Regions from separate parts of the Mus musculus genome. Here region 2 is linked to region 1. The links are chromatin contacts, called in public ChIA-PET maps. All regions are on one chromosome and are shown on one strand. Each heading gives the region's core, a stretch centred on a gene start, on an enhancer-like site or on the middle of the called end of the contact. The rest is flanking DNA. Distances are from core to core; before and after follow the strand shown.

Region 1 (5,668 bases), core at 1,248-3,747:
TGAGATACTCATGGGTAGCTGCAAGGTTGGCTTACCAGACTCTGCTTCAGGACCCCAGAGTTCAATCTTTCTGTCCAATTGCACCTTTTTCTCAGAATTGCACATTTCTTTTAAAAATATTTCATTGTAAATTTTAAAAATTCAAGATATTTTTTTATATATAATATATTTAATTACAGCTTCCCTTCCCCTCAATTGCTCACCACCTCTCCATGGACCTACGTCCATATCCTTTCTTGCTTCCCCTCCTTCTCTCTCTTTAGAAAACAGGCTTCTAAAAGATAATAAGATAAAAACAGACAGACAAGTAGATGTACAGACACAAAAAGAACTGAAGACAAAGCATAAGAACACACGTAGTCACACACATCCACACATATAGAAATCCCATAAAAACCCTAAACTGGAAACCATATATGTAAACAAATGACCTGTAAGGTTAAAAGAAAAATGCCCAGACACACACACACACAAACACACACACACACACACACACACACACACACACACACACACACACACACCAAAACAGAACAACAACAACAACAAAAAAAACCCAGACAAACAAAACAAAAAACCCATTCAAAACTATTATATTATATTATCTATTGCTGGGCATAGCTCCTGCCCTTACAAGTGGTTCGTGTATCCAGTGAGGTCCCATTGGAGAAAACTATCTTTTCCTTTGTAAGCAGTTATCAGCTGGAGATAGGTTCTGGGTTAGGGATGGAGCTTGGTGTGAACTTCGGCTTTCACCACTGGGACCCCATCTGGCTTAACCCTGTGCAGACCTCATGCCTCCTGCCACATCTCTGTGTGTTCACATGCATGTCAGCCCTGTTATATCTGGAAGGCCTTGTTTTCTTGGTGTTTCCATCTCCTCCATCTCCTTTCGCTCTTAGAATCTTTTTGTTTCCTCTTCCACAGAGTTCCCTGAGCCCTGACAGGAGGGATCTGATGGTCCCTTTCTCTCTACTTCCCCATCAACCCATAACTATCTATTCTATTTCCCCCAGTCTCTTACTCTGTGTCTAACCTCTGTAGCTATATGGATTGTAGCCCTGCTTACCGGAAACTTATTAGCTAACATCCACATATATGCAAATGCATACCATAGTTGTTCTTTTGGGCCTGGGTTCTCTCATTCAGAATAATTTTTACTAGCTCTATTCATTTACCTGTGAATTTCATTTTTAAAATAGCCAAGTAATAGTCTGTTGTGCGAAGAGACCACTTTTTCATTATCTGTCCATCCTCTGAGGGACATCTAGGTTGTTTCCAGTTTCTGGCTATTATGGACATAGCAGCAATGAACATGGCTCAGCAAGTGTCTCTGGTAGGATGAGGCATCCTTTGGTTATATGCCCAGAGAGGCATAGCTGGTTCTTGTGGTAGGTCAGTTCCCACTGCCACACTGCTTTCTCTAGGAACTATACAAGTTTATACTCCCAACAACGATGGATGTGTGTACCCCTAGCTCTGTGTCCCCACCAGCAGGCACTGTCATTTGTTTTATCCACCTTGGCCATTCTGACCAGTATAAATGAAACCTCAAGTTAGTCGTCAAATTGCATTTTCATACTTGTTATCCAGTCTTGTCTATCCACTCCTTCATTCTTTTTTATGTGTTTTTTTTACCCCACCCCCTTGCCCACTTAAAATTTAAAATTTGAGTGACTTCTTAGACAGAGAATTGGCGTTTTTATTTTTGCAAAATGTTCACAGTTGAGCATGGTGCTGCGGGACTGTAATTGTAGCACTGTGGATGCAGAGAGAGAAGATTGTACTGTTTAAAGCCATCCTAGCCTATTGAGGTTTCCAGGACAGCTAGGCCTACATAGAGATCTCCAGTAACCCAAAGGAAAACGCACTCGCCAACAAAAGAGAGCCCACTTCCAGGCAGCATCATGACGTGGCCTTTCTGTTTACGTGTGTTTTTGTTGTATTGTCTTCACAGTCGAAATCAGCTGTCTGCCCTGCCCGCCTGCCTGTGTGGTCTGCCTCTCAAAGTCTTAATCGCAAGCAACAACAAGCTCGGATCACTGCCTGAAGAGATAGGTCAGCTCAAACAGTTAATGGAGTTGGTATGTTACTGATTTCTAAGATGCTCTTGTTTGTTTAACCGACTATAAGCGTTAGAGGTCCTCTGAAAGACTTTGTTACAGAAGGAAAAAGGAGAAGTCTGTGATCATTCCCCCATCCCCCTCACCCCCCATTGCTCTAACAAAATACCTGAGACTGGGAATTTTATACAACAGACATTTTTAGAATACAGTTTTGGAGGCTGAAAGTACGTGTGATCCGTTTGGCCACTGCTGCGGGCTTTCCTTCCTCACAGCTGATAGCATCATGCTGGGAGCAAATGTGTGAGGGAAAGAGCACATGGCTAGACAGGAAGCCAAAGAGAGGGAGGGGCCAGTTTTACTCTTATATGATGGTCCACTCTCATTGGTCCTTAGTGCCATCCTGTAAGCAGTATGATAACCCTGTCTAAGAGCATGCCCAGTGCTACAATCATCTTCTGCTAGGCTCCATCCCTGAAAGGATCCCTGTGGAGGTTTGAAGATGCTTGGCCCAGGGAGTGACGCTATTAGGAGGTGCAGCTTTGTTGGGGTGGGTGTGGTCTTGTTGGAGGAAGTGTGTTACTGTGGGTGTGGGCTTTAAAACCCTGTCCTAGAAATCAGTCTCCTGTTTGCCTCAGATGAAGATGTAGAACTCTCAGCTCCTCCTGCACCATGCCTGCCTGGAAGCAGCCTGGTTCTGGGATCCTGTAAGGAGTTAGGCATGTCCAGGACAAAACTGTCTCCAGTTCTGGACACAAGCTGTGTGTTTCTTTTGTAGTGAGCTGATCTTTGCTGGGGTCTCCTGTGTTGTTGCCAGCTCCTGGCCTACACCTTACAGCCACAGACCGATCTCCCTCGGGCCTGCAAGTTACAGGGTGTCAGAGTGCCAGCGTGTTGTAGAAGTTTCACTGTTTGATGACAGCTTGAGCTGTAACACCCTCATCCATAGCACTGTTCAGTAGACATCCAGGACACACAAAAAATGTGGTTTAAATGTAGTATGGCTATGTTTAAACAGTTAAAAGAAACAAAAGAAAGTAAGTCCTTGCTATAAATTATATTTAACTCTAGATAGGTCAAACTTATGACCTCCAGTATGTATATGAGAGAAAACTATCCAGGTGGCACTGTTTGTATCCTAATGTTTGTACTAAGTCTTTCCTACCAAGTCCTGTGTGTATCATGCAGGGGCCACACACCACACATAGGACCAACCACACTCTAGTGCTTAGTGCCAACAGGGCTGAGCCACCACTTTGATGTGACAGCTGTGCAACTTTGGTGTATTTTGTTCTGTAGCTCCCTGGGTCTTGGCAAGTGTGCTTTTGGTAAAGAACATTTGGGGGGGGGATGCAGTGGGCTGGTTCAGTGGGTAAAAAAAACCAAGTCATCAAGTCACCAAAAGTCACCAAGACCGATGACTTGAGTTCAGTCCCTTGGACCCACACAGTAGAAGGAGAGAACTGAGTCCCACAGTTGTCCTCTGACCTCCACATGTGGTCTGTGGTGTGCGCACACACTAAAAAAAAATTAAAAACAAACAAACAAACAAACATGCATGACATTTATTTGTGAAGCAGGCAAAATATACTAATGACGTTACTTAAACATGGAGAAGTGATATGGCCAGCCTTGATTCAAGGTCAAAGACTAAAAAAAGATTATTTTCCATCCATCCTCATTTATCTTTGATTTAGTTTTATTTATTTATTTTTTTGATTAAAATAGTAGTGTTACTATAGGTAACCGTGTCATGTCAAATTATTTTTAGTTATCAATTGGGGAGAGAGTTCCCTGGAGAGCCAGATATCATTTTTGAGCAGAAGGCTTTTGTTTTTGTAGTTACAGATTACGGATTTGTTTTTTTTTTAAAAAGTAAAGTTGGGCACTCCCCGGAGCATTCAGAAAACTCACCATTTAAGGCTCGAGTGCTGAGGAAATCACTCCGCCCACTGGGCTCTAAGCATTGTTTGTTGGCTGTTTTGGAAAAGCTGTTTCAAACACTTTCACGTCAGAGTGTTCTGAAGAGAATCATACCCACTTTTAAGTGTGTACCAACATCACCCAGAGTTCACGACCACTTTAGAAACAAAGGCCAGACACCTCATCCATCAGAAAGGAAGCAGTTGTTCCTTCTTAGTTTTGTAAGGAAGTCAGGCTGCAGAACATTGTCCTAGCCTTGCCATCACAACACAACTACCTTATCGTCTTAAGACAAACAGTATCTCATGTCAGCCATAGCCCGCACAGGCAGCTCCCTGCACAGCCAATGCCCCACATGGCCATTGCCCCACACCTATGCTCCCATCTCCCTGCACAGCACACTCATTGTCCCACCCAGCTATTGTCCTGCACAGCCATCTGCCTACCTGGTCAACACCCTGGACAACCAACACCTAGCCATTCTTCTTTCCAGCCCCTGTGTATTTTCCATCTGATGCAGGCACTGGTGCAGGGCAACTGATAGGATCTTAACTCTGTATCTGATCCATTTAGAGTCACTACTGATAAATCAGTCTAGAACTTTCAGACCCCCTTGCCCACTCTGAATCATCTCCTAACCATCTCTCGAGGTTTATCTTGCAGCTTAGATATTGTGTGTGTAAGTGCTGCTTCGTGGGAAGAAGAGCGAAGGCTGACATGTACTGAGCATCTGTTTCTAGTAGGCTGTTAACTATTTTATTTACCGGCATCGTTCCATAAAGCCTTAAAATAACCAGGCAAGGCAGGTAGCACGTTGCTATGTTATAGTCTGGAGCCGGTTCCGTAGTTACTTACCTAAGGGGATGGAGCAACGTGGCTGATTAAAGTCAAACACCAGTACTGAGCTCAGCGGTGTGGAAAATGGTGATTTCTTTCTCTGGAATTCCTTATTACAGTTTGCTGTGACTTTCTTATTAAACTTGTGACAAGCCACAACTTGCAGATGAGCCGGAGACCTTCTCCTTGATGGCCCTGGACAAATAGGCATGTCTGAATGTTTCCTTACAGTAGAACCAGGTCAGGTTGCGAGCATCTGTAGCCTTCTGTAGACTAAATCTCACTTAAACTCAACTAAAACCTTTGGAACTTGTTGAACTTGTGTGTGTATGTGTGTTTGCATGTTTATAAATGTATTTGGAGGCCAGAGATAAGTCTTGGGTGTCTTCCTTAATGGGTTCTCCATTTGCATACGTGTCTCTCTGTGTGTTTGTGTATGCACAAGTGTTGGTATGGTAGTGCATTTATGTGTGTACACGTAACATATGTGCCTGTTCCCGTGCATGGGGAAGCCAGAGAAGGATGTTCAGGGTTCTCTGTCACTCTCTGCCATATTCCCAGGAGACATGATCTCTCGGAGAACCTAGACGCTGTATTTCGGCAAGACTGGCAGGACAGCAGGCCCCAGCAGTCCTCTCTTAGCCTTCCACTCACAGTGCAGAGGACGATAGACACACAGCACCACACTTGGCTTTGAGATTCACTCTGGAGATCTGCCTCAGGTCCTCATACTCCTGCTATAAGGACTCCTACTGAGTGAGGCCAGACTCCGGGACTTCTACCTTATTTTTTGAGGTGGGATCTCTCACTGACTGAGCTATTCTAGCTGACCAGCAAGCCCCAGG
Region 2 (5,668 bases), core at 1,882-4,381, 360 kb before region 1:
CCTCCTTGTTAGACATCCCACACTTGGTATATAGGTGTCCATAGGTGCTTACGTTCCACACATATTTTATGAATGCCTACTATAGGTCAGGCCCTGCTCTTTCTTCCAAGGGAAGCCTGACCTGGTTAGTAACGGAAAAGCACAGCACAAGGACTGTGGTTGAGACGAGTAAACTGGGTCGTGGAATCTAAACCTGGCCCTGGGTTTGCACACAAGAGTGTCCGATTATTGGACACTGTGAGAGACTGCTGAGAAGTTCAAGTAGAAATAGAAATGAGATTGCACTGTGTCAAAAACAGAGCTAAGAGAACTGGAGAGATGGCTCCGCAGTTAAGAACACATACTATGCTAACAGAGGAGATGTATTTGATTCCTAGCACCCACATCGGGTAGCTCGGCAACACCTGTAAGTCCAACTCCAGGGGCCCCGATGTCCTCTGGCCTCACCTGTACAAACGTGGTGTGCATAAACTCATGCAGGCACCCACATATACATAAATAAAAATATAAATAACTTTTAAAGAACAGAGCCATAGAAGCAATAGAAGAACCATCGAAGTGGGAAAAAAAAAAACCTTCAAAGGTCATGGTATAATGAAGGAGAAATGTTTTAGTATAAATACCAAATGTCTCCAAGCATGGTGGCATACCTCTTTATCCCAGCACTCAGGAGGCAGAGGCATGGGGAAATCTCTGAATTTGAGACCAACCTGAACTAGTGAGTTCCAGGACCACAGAGGGGAACCCTGTCTCAACAAAACAAAGCAAAACAAAACAAGCAAACCAACAAAAACCAAAACAACCACAAAATAAAACCAATATGTTGGTCAGGAACAAATGTCTAATATAATGTAACATACCACCTAACAATATTCTCTTTAGAGGTTTGTGGGTGGGAAGATCAACTTGGAGATGAAAATAGTGGAAATAACTTCATGTTTAAAAATCCTCAAGTCTTCATTGGTTCAATAGCTTTGAGAAAGAAAGAAAGGAAGAGAGAAAGAAAGGAAGGAAGGGAGGGAGGGAGAGAAAGATGGAGGCAGGGAGGGAGAGGAAGGGAGAGGGAGGAAAGAAGGGGGGAGAAAAGAGTACTTAAGCAGTATAAGAAATGGGCTGGTAAGAGGGTTGGAGCTGACAGCTTAAGTTGCTGTGGCCACTGTGGGCTGTGTAGGGCCCAGACTTACACAAATCATTGTGTTTCTTTTACCTTCATGCTGAGCAGGACCTAGAAAAACAGCTCCACTTTTAGAGACTGGAGCATCAGATGAAGTTTATTACAGTTTTCTGATTTATGCACGGGGTAAACTGTCATGCAACCACGTGAAATGCTTTGTGCACAAATGCTCCAAGGCCGTTCCAGTTGGTGTTCCCAATACAGAGAAGAGAAGAGAGAGGGTGAAGTTACCCCTAAAAGTCTCAGTGACTTTGACAGAGAGGAGACTCTTCAGCTAATTAGACCAAGTGCGGTGTGGAAAGGAGAGTGCTTCCCCAGCGTGGGGCAGGACATGATTAATGTTCTAACATGCACACCAGCCATGTCTAAGAAGGACATCGCTGCAGTAGTGTCTAATTTTAGATATCGTACATAGTTTATGTGTTTGCCTGAGGGGACTGTGCCCATTTTCATTCCTGCAGTTAGAAGGAGTGGACTATCTTATCACCACCTATTATCCAGGTCCTCAGGGGAAGGTGTCGCTTTGCAATACTAGCACCATATAGGCAGCAGTAAAGGCTCCTACTTGGGTATCAGGAGCCCAAAAAGAAAGAAGGCACGTGTCTTCCAGGGCACGAGGGAGTACTTTCAATTGAGCTTTACAGACTCTGTTGTGAGTATGGTTCATACTATTTATTCTTTTTGCTTCTAGGGCCTATATATATTAATCATGTGTTCTTCCACTGAGCTATATCCCCAGACCCTGCCCGTGCCTTACCTTTTGGTAAAACATTTAATTGTATTTTATTTAGTGTGGGGGAGTGTATGGCTGTGGGTGTGTTACATCGAACAAGTAGGGGTAAGAGGAAAACTCGAATGAGTCCGTTTCTCTTCTTTCAGCATGTGGGGACCCAGGGATCCAACTCCGGTCGTCAGGCTGAGTCCCAATCACCTTTACCTGCTGAGGCATCTCACCAGCTCACGTGTCCCTTTCTAATGACCACACCAACTAACAATGCTCTGCCAGGAAGCATTTCAACTAGCAGTAAGCTCAGGACCTTCCCTTATGGATCCCTACCCAAACCATTAGATCTAAGAGAACGAATCTCAAATCATTTCTCTGGGTCACTTCTGCTTTCCCGTGGGGACTTTGGCCTTTTCGATCCATCGCCATAGAATCCCAAGACAGTTGGCTAAAGAGATCGCTAGGTTTTTTTTTTTTTTCTGTTTGTTGTTTACTTAATTTTAAAACTAGCTCAATACCTCCCCAGCTGCCGAAGCCACAAAGTCTGCTCCTTCTCGACAGACAACAAGGTTTGTGAGAATGAGTTATTACCGAAGAATTTTGACTCAAATTGCCCAAGGACCAGATGCAGAAACCGCGTGTTAGGTGTTTACCACAGATCACAGTGCTGAGGGATTTGCAGAAGAACACGGCTCCTCTAAGTGAGTGTGGACTTAGGAGTGGGGATTTCTCAGGTTTCAGAACTGATTGTGAAAACAGCAGAAAGAGGGGGGCAGCGGCCTGTCCCGGTGTGGTGACGCAGGCTACTCTGGGTGCATCAGTGTTAAGGTTAGGGACAGTAGTGACCAGTTATCCACCTGCTAGAGTCCCAGGCATCTGCCACCTCGTATCACAGGATCAAGGCACACTTCTGCCTGTGCCCCACTTTCTCTGCAATCTGACTCTGTAGGTGAAGGAAAACTGGAAACTTCTGACTCTTGGTCCCAGTTGCATCTGAGCAACCTCAGGGGATCTCAGCATCCACCAGGGGGATGACAGAGCTTCCGGAGACCTCCGAGAACGGTGAACGATCAGAAACGCACTGTCTAAGCAACACAGGAGCTACCGGGGCTGACAGTAGCTTAAGGTGACTAAGATATGAAGCAAAGATGTGACACGGTTCTGTAGCCAAAGAAAACATTCGTACAGTTTAAAAGGGTGAAAGCTGCTTGCCGACTCTGCTTCACAGGAACACCCTTAGGAGAGCTAACAAAGAATATACCGCAACTTACTCTGTGTCACTGATACGGGTTCCTTATGTTCACCTTTCAGAGAAAGGATGACTCCAAAAACACAGCTTTTAAATGACTTTGTTTTTTTGTTTTTGATTTTTGGGGTTTTTTTTGTGGGTTTTTGTTTTTTTCAATTCAGTTTTAGGGATTGTAGAAATGCCTCAGTGGTTAAGAGCACTGGCTGCTCTTGCAGAGAACCTGGGTTTAGATTTCTAACACCCACATGACAGCTCCCATTTATCTGTAACTCCAGTAACTCCAGTTCCAAGGGACCCAGCTCCCTCTTTTGACCTCCACGTGCACCAGGTGCACAATTGGTACACAGACACACAAGCAGGCAAATACCCAAACATACCTTTTTAAAAATGAATTCAATTACAAATGGTCTCAGATATAAATGGGCACTTAAAGGGAATCTTACAAATCCTTCTATCAAGTTTAACCTCAAATTTGACTTTTTTTTTCTGCCAATGCACCAGTTTCCCACAGGCTGTTCTAGGGCACCGACACCTTTCTTTCCAGCCTCTGACCTGAAGGCCTTAGGGGAGAAGACAAAGGAGGCCTGTCACCCGTGAAGCTGCAGCTGGGCCGACACTGCTAGGAAAGCCAGCAGGTCCCAGCACTCTAGCCTGCTCACCACGCTCTGAAAGCCTCTAGAAGTTGGCCATTCAATCAAGGGGCTTCTGAGGTTACAGGGACAGGTCCCAGCCCCATCTCCAACTCAAGAGACTGCACGGCCCCGCCTGTCCTTTCTTGAACATCCCTAATACCCCTGCTCTCTACCAAGATAACCACCCCAAGCTTTGTAAGCAAGGGTGATACACCAGGCTGGAGTCTGAGGGTACTATAGTACACTGGCACCCCTCTTCTTGCTTAGGCTACAGTGCTACCCATGGTACTGGCCTCTTGGGAATCCACAGCTACTGTTCATCTTGCTCTAGGACAGGGATTTTTAAGAACCATGCCCAAAACGTTTGTTCAAAGAACTGATATCGATCAATCTAAAGTTATCGTCTGAATATACACCACCATTCACTCATCCAGGAATGAAATCCCACCTAGTTGTTTCTGTATAAAGCTCTGCTCTAGTTGCTGAGAGATGCAGAAAGAGGAACAAGAATGGGAGCCCCAAAGGCTAGTGCTTCATGAAGCCCACGCTTAAACGTCAAGTCTTGAATGTAACGCGTAGATGATGATTAATGTAATAGTGGGATTTCCTGGAGTGGAAAAGGTTAAACACAGACCTTTGCAAATTAAAGGAAAAAAAAAGGAGCAGAGAGGAGGCCTATCTAAAATGAAAATAGCATGGCAGGCATCGTGACATGGACCCACAAGCCTGTCACAAAGGATACTGAGACAGTAAGCTCTCCTTGAGTTTGAGATCAGCCTTTGCTACATGGCGAAAATTCTAGGCCAGTCAGGACTACCCTGTCTCAAAGTACAGAAATACAGACATACATAACTAAGAATACCAAATACCGAAATCAGCCCACTCAATTCACTAAATGAGTAAGTTTGCCAAATGAGTCTCTACTGGGATAAAAGGCAGGGGGAGTGAGGGAAGGCTGTGTCTGGGCTCTCGTGAGGAGACCCTGCCTCCCTTCCGGCTGTGTAGCATTAACCTCCAGTTTGTTCTCTGGGCCTCAGTTTCTTCATCCCTATATTGACAGGGGGAGTCCCTTCTATGTTAAAAAGTCTCAAGACTTCTCTCAGTAGCTGAGCAGTGAATCTGCAGATTAGAGCCGAGCTTGCAGAGAACAACGTGGTTGGTATGAGTGCCCACCAGAGTAGTGGCTGGACCCCGGAGATGTCTCTTAAGAAGTGAGCAAGTGGGGGAGGGGGCCTGGCTCCCAGGGGCCAGCCACTGTCCCTGTCCTTACCTTTCGTCACACACAGAGCTGTTCCAGAAGATGCATCTCTTTCTGAACCCCAGGTAGATGTCCCTGCTCGGCTGCCCAGTGGAGCAGTTCAGAGCAGCAGAGCTGTCAAAGTGGCCCATGGGACCTATTTTCTGGGATGTCTTCACACACGGCTAAAGAGACGCTGATCCAGTTCATTCCTAGCTTCTAGGCGAGCCAGTGAACAGACTGTCCCAGAAAGAGAACCATCTAGCATTTTCTTTGAAAAGACCCAAATAAGGAAACTCTATAACCTCTCCGGTGTCTCATATCCCTGCCTTGTAACCTAAATCTTTTCTGATACAATTACAGCTCTTCCTATCTTGGACTAATCTTAAACAGAACTATAGGAGCTGGCCAATTCATAAATCTCCCACCTTGGAGATGGTTCGTCCTTTTTAGCTATTAGTTTAGGAGTTTATTTTTCAACCTTTAAATTTGCTTTGCTATGTTCAGCCTTTGTGCCAACTTCCTTAACCAGTGAAGATGAGACTATCAAGGTTGTAAGATAGCCCTTATAAAGAGCCAGGAGATTCCTGAAGGGGTTAAAAACAGCAATACCACATGGTCCAGCTACACCATTACTGGTTATTTATCAAGA

What was found. ChIA-PET counts read pairs in DNA pulled down with a chosen protein or histone mark.
Region 2: an RNA polymerase II ChIA-PET map of effector CD8 T cells shows a contact between it and region 1, with 6 read pairs. The contact joins two enhancer-like sites. A contact is called at or near these places in 3 of 484 Hi-C or Micro-C datasets (CD4 T cells and LSK cells) and 1 of 115 datasets of contacts at active chromatin or transcription factors (effector CD8 T cells).

What each region holds. Positions count from the first base shown.
Region 1 is chr14:74,832,065-74,837,732 of GRCm38.p6, reverse strand. It overlaps Lrch1 (leucine-rich repeats and calponin homology (CH) domain containing 1), which reads left to right. Exons shown (of 19, transcript NM_001252132.1): 3 at 1,958-2,084. Among named protein-coding and RNA genes, the nearest start is that of Gm52135, 16 kb to the right of the region's middle. Within about 2 kb of position 2,497, at least 24 of the 459 cell types and tissues checked have an H3K27ac peak or open chromatin away from gene starts, as enhancers often do. A contact at or near this core is called in effector CD8 T cells, where this site is marked.
Region 2 is chr14:75,189,919-75,195,586 of GRCm38.p6, reverse strand. The region is part of intron 2 of Lcp1 (lymphocyte cytosolic protein 1); the gene reads right to left. Among named protein-coding and RNA genes, the nearest start is that of Cpb2, 50 kb to the left of the region's middle. Within about 2 kb of position 3,131, at least 64 of the 459 cell types and tissues checked have an H3K27ac peak or open chromatin away from gene starts, as enhancers often do. A contact at or near this core is called in effector CD8 T cells, where this site is marked.